Regions from separate parts of the Zea mays genome. Here region 1 is linked to region 2. Evidence: chromatin contacts called from public Hi-C data. All regions are on one chromosome and are shown on one strand. The core of a region is the stretch at or near the end of the contact, and the rest is flanking DNA. Distances in the headings are between cores, read along the strand shown. Region 1 holds the start of LOC100381766 (vacuolar proton ATPase a3). Region 2 holds the start of LOC103633593 (UDP-glucuronate 4-epimerase 3).

Evidence for each region. A called contact is a pair of places that touch in the nucleus more often than the background predicts.
Region 1: a contact with region 2 is called in a Hi-C map of ear, with 1.8 times the contacts expected there. The contact joins the promoter of LOC100381766 here to the promoter of LOC103633593 in region 2. A contact is called at or near these places in 2 of 25 Hi-C or Micro-C datasets (ear and tassel).

What each region holds. Positions count from the first base shown.
Region 1 is chr1:34,584,252-34,586,951 of Zm-B73-REFERENCE-NAM-5.0, forward strand. LOC100381766 (vacuolar proton ATPase a3) reads left to right here and starts at 1,448. Exons shown (of 18, transcript NM_001329487.1): 1 at 1,448-1,744; 2 at 2,230-2,274; 3 at 2,573-2,695. The coding sequence starts at 1,595.
Region 2 is chr1:34,282,046-34,284,745 of Zm-B73-REFERENCE-NAM-5.0, forward strand. It overlaps LOC103633593 (UDP-glucuronate 4-epimerase 3), which reads left to right and starts at 1,355. Exons shown (of 1, transcript XM_008655290.3): 1 at 1,355-2,700. The coding sequence starts at 1,547.

The DNA of each region.
Region 1 (2,700 bases), core at 198-2,697, 300 kb after region 2:
TCCATCTAATCCATCGCCTCGACCATAAAACGTTGTTTGGTCATATTCGATTCATCGTCCCAAGCTTCCTCACTCACACTTCAAGGTTTAATCTACATGAATTTTGCTCGAGCTTCACCCTTTGCCGGCGACCACCATGGCACATTTATTACATGCACTTCACATGGCAAGGAACACAACACAAAAAGACAAATTTTCCTACACAAACAACACAACATCATTAGTTAGCATTTAGCATAGTAAAGTATATGCTTTAAGAGCATAAGTAGGGAAGCCTCAAATTATCTTAATAATAATCATTTTTAGCCAAAGGTACATCAACCATGACTTCTCACAATGTATGTTGCAAAAACATGTAAAAGTAGGATACATCAGAGCTCTCGAAAAATCAATCCAATCTTTAAGGATGTGCTTGGAACTGCTCTAGGTTCCAGCTCTAATGAGAAGTTGTAGTTTATAATATAAATTTAAATATTTTAAAAACATTTTAAATTTAAATAATAAAGAAAATAGGTTGTTAAAATACCTTCTAAAGGTTTATTAATCTAACTTCATGATCTTCTAGAGCATTTAATAGCCTGCTCTACTAATTTTTTGGAGCTAAAGCAGTTCCAAACATCCCCTAAACCAAATAATTGATCGACTCTACATGCAACGAGAAAGCTTGAAGACAAGACAAGAACAACCAAACAAGTAAATAAAACTATTTAAAATTTACTTTTTACATTAAAAGTGAAATCTTATAATGATAATAAAGCTACCTACCTGAGCTATTTGCATGGACCACCATGCTAGTTGAATTTATTTAACAAATCTGTTGCAAAATTTGTTTGCATGTTAAAAATGGTTTCTTTAATTACATGGTACAAAGGAGATGTTCACATTGCACATATGCTCTTCTCTACGAACACACATATAAATAATAAACTATCCCTCAAACCCTATTTCTATAAGGACCTTTGAAAGTTATTGCTAGAGACGAGATTGACGTTGCATACACCACAAAAGCCATTAAATCGCACGGAGTATAATGTTTACTGAGGCCCTTGTAACCAGGGACCGAGCACCAGTTCAGAACATTTGAAATTGAGCCGTTGTACATCTCTATGGCCATTCGTGCTCGTTTATATGGGCCAAAATTTTAGCTCATCTCGCCTCAATTAATTCCGACGGGCCCAACACGTACCCAATCATGGAGGACTCTTTTCTCATCCACTGCTACGATCCCACCCGGCCCCACAGGTCAGCTAGCCTAATCAATCTCCTCGCGAAATCCAGACACTTCTTCATCGCCGCAGGCAAACACTCAGATCCGAACTCTGGCAACTGGGACCCACAGGTCAGAGTCCCGATAGGTGTTCGGCCCTGCCACGTCTCCGCGTAACCCACATGGTCCACAACCCCCCGGCTGTCTCTACCTCCTTCCTCGCTCACCTCCTCACGACGTGAGGAATCGATCAGGCCACCGCCGTACCCGTCGGAGATCCGCTCCGCCCGCGCGATTTCGATCCGAAACACCTCGTCGGATCTTCAGGGATCTGACTGAGGGGCAGCGCGCCGGCTGCTGACACGGCGGGCACGCGCGCAGCCAGCCATGGCGCGTGGTGGCGGAGGCGGCTGCTGCCCGCCAATGGATCTGATGCGATCGGAGGCGATGCAGCTGGTGCAGGTCATCATACCCGCTGAGTCAGCGCACCTCACCGTCTCCTACCTCGGAGACCTCGGCCTCCTCCAGTTCAAAGACGTATGGTTGCTTGCCCCTGCTCGTCCCTTCGATTACGGGGGTGGGGCGATCCAACTTGCTCCGGAGCTGAATCCCTTTCGATCTAAGATAGTGGTTTGGTGATAAGTAGGACTTCGTGATCGGGGCTTCCTGGGAGTTAGAGAGGGTGTCCTGTGGGCATTGCGATTTTGGGGAATTTGCAGCTATAACGTGCAATTGTTTGCTGTTTACTGTTCTTCAGCGTTGGAATTGTGGTATAATGGTTCACATTGGTGTGATTGGTTGTAGTTGGAGCCATGAATTTAGCATAGGAATGTTTTTATTGGGAATTATCTTGCATATGCAGAATTTCCAGTAGTCAATGAAAATTACAGTTCCAGCAAAAGGTTACGTTGGTATGCTATTGTGCTTCATTAGCTGATCGTGATGGTGTGCTGTTGATTCTTGCTCTGGGTGCTGATTCTTTACCTGTGGGTTTAATCTTATTACTGTTTTTTTTGCCACAGCTTAATATAGATAAGAGCCCGTTTCAACGGACATATGCTGCCCAGGTACATACCCCAGTTACCTTGACAACAATTTTATCTTAATTTTTCCACAACTTTAATCTGAAATTGACATCTATATGCAGTCCCTTCTCGTTGTTGACTCTCTTTTGAGATTAACCTCCTCCTCATGATAAATTACGTTGTAACCTTGACAAGCTATATAAACTTGGCATTTCCTAAACCATAGTCGACAACTCACTTTTTATTTACTCACTAAGTACAGTGCAATTAGGATTATTTACCCATGTGTCTAATATGGTTTTCCATGTTATGTTAATTGTTCTACTCTACTTTCTTACAGATTAAAAGGTGTAGTGAAATGGCTCGTAAATTAAGGTTTTTTAAGGAGCAGATGTCAAAAGCTGACATAACAGCCTCTCCTACACAACTAAATGGAACTCATATGGATTTTGATGAATTGGAGGTATG
Region 2 (2,700 bases), core at 105-2,604:
TGTATGCATGTCTACAAACATTATTATTCATTTGAATGTAGACAAAAAAAAGTCTAGAATTAGAAAAACTCGGACAGAGGGAGTACGTGACAGTATAAAAGTTGCGTGATTTTTTTTTTGAAATTTAGGTTTTTTTTTGAAAAAAATCATGTTTAGCCTCCTAAACAACTTAATAGTGTTTCTGGACACTTTACTCGCGCTATAGGCATGGCCCTGAGGTACCTAGTGTGCTGGCAGTCGTGGAACATGTTGACGTCTATGTGGCCTAGCTTGGCGCTAGAGATCTTGGCGCTGAGCTAGGCAATACACATGCACGTCTATTCCTCAACCTCGCGTCGATTCAGTTCAAGCCGCTAGCGCTTTCTCTCTCTAACACAGTGTGTTTGGATGTCTCGATTGAGATAAATGGGCCGGTCTGCCACAATCACAACTAGGAATAGTAAGATCAAGAAAAACATGAGCATCCTTGGTAGATGCATCGAGATATAACTCTCGAGAACGACCTCTTTCGCCACAACTTCTTATGATACATGTTTTCCGTCTAAGAAACAATTTGATATTAACACCACTAGAGAAATACCAGAAAAGTTTTAAACTTATAAATAACATGATACTCATAGTTTCAAAACCCTAACAATTTTTAAACCCACGATTCAAAACTTATCTAACAAACCTTAACTACTGTATAAACCATATATCTTAGAAGCCATAACTAATAGTCATACGTCCACCAATCAAACCTAATTAATCTAAACCCTATGAAACCATACTACGCAATATATATATCGAATGGATACATAACAAATGAATCGGTGAGACGCCATACCTTGCTCTTCAAGCTGTTTGGACCAAATCGAAGCTTTCAGACTCGAAAATAAAAACTGAAGTCCGTGGGTGGTATGGAAAACGAAGGAAACGAAAAACGAACGAAACGAGGGAGAAGAAGAATGGACAAGAGTAGCTCTCGACCAAGGAAGAGACGATTTATTAGACTGTCTAGCTTAGCGCCAAGATCTGTAGCGCCGAATTAGACCATGTAAGCGCTAGCATGGCTCGCGGACGTCAGTGAGGTGAAGACCTCGACGCCATAGGCTATGACGCTGAACAGTATTGGGCACCGTGGGTTATGACGCTAAGCAAATGGTCAAAAGACGCCGTCCATGGAGAATTATTTTTATTAAAAGGGCTAAATTGCTTTTTTTTTTTTTTTTGAAAAGTGTCCATCGCCTAGCACCCGTATAAACTCTTGGTGCTCCTTCATATAAAAATCTAACTAAGAATCAGGAAGGTAAAATATAGACGAGAACAATCCACGGGAATACGGGATTTATCCCCAAATGCCCAAATGTAGCGGCCCGCAAACCAAATCCCACTGAAACAGCCCCTCGAAAGCAAATCGGAACCTATCCGGCTATCCCCACTCGAAAAAACGGCATCAGCGAAAGGTCCCGCAAACCCAAGCGCCGCGGCGGACCCGATCACCCCAATCCCAGCCCCAGGCCCGAGCCGAGATCCAGGACCAGCCGCATTGCCGCGGATCGAGGGGATGGCGCCGCAGCTGACCGGGGCACCCGGCTCGGCGGCCGCGGCGGGCGGCGCAGCGGCCGTCAAGCCGCAGTTCCACCACTACCACCACCGCCTGCCCCCGCGCCACCACCACCCCTCGCCGACGTCTCTCCTCTCCAAGCTCGCCTTCTGGTCCGTCTGCTCCCTCTCGCTCCTCCTCGCCTTCCTCCTCCTCTCACCCGCGGCGCCCGCCCCGCGGGCCGCGCCCGAGTCCCCGCGCCGCTCCCTCCACGCGTCCCCCTCGTCCACCGCCTCCTGGGGCGGCGCCGCCTGGGAGAAGAAGGTGCGGGCGTCGGCGCGCGTCAGGCGCTCCCGGGGCCACTCCGTCCTTGTCACGGGCGCCGCGGGCTTCGTCGGCTGCCACGCGGCCGCCGCGCTTCGACGCCGAGGGGACGGCGTGCTGGGCCTCGACAACTTCAACAACTACTACGACACGGCCCTCAAGCGCGGCCGCGCCGCACTCCTCGCCCGCTCGGGGGTTTACGTCGTTGACGGCGACATCGCCGACGCCGAGCTCCTCGCCAAGCTGTTCGACGTCGTGCCCTTCACACATGTCCTCCACCTCGCCGCGCAAGCCGGCGTGCGGCACGCACTCGTGGACCCCATGTCTTATGTGCGCGCCAATGTTGCCGGTCTCGTGGCGCTGCTCGAGGCGGCGCGCTCAGCCAACCCTCAGCCCGCCATCGTCTGGGCGTCGTCGTCTTCAGTGTACGGGCTCAACTCCCATGTGCCTTTCTCCGAGCATGACAGGACGGATCGACCAGCCTCTCTCTATGCAGCCACCAAGAAGGCCGGCGAGGAGATTGCTCATGTCTACAACCACATCTATGGTCTGTCACTCACCGCCCTCAGATTCTTCACTGTCTATGGGCCATGGGGGCGTCCGGACATGGCGTACTTCTTCTTCACCAGGGACATCCTTGCTGGTCGGCCAATTACCGTCTATGAGAGTGCCGGTGGAGGTTCACACCAGACTACCATTTCCCGGGATTTCACCTACATTGATGACATTGTGAAGGGCTGCGTAGCGGCCTTGGATACAGCTGGTCGGAGCACAGGCAGTGGAGGCAAGAAGCGAGGTACGGCACCGTTCAGGACTTACAATTTGGGCAACACTTCACCTGTGCCTGTTAC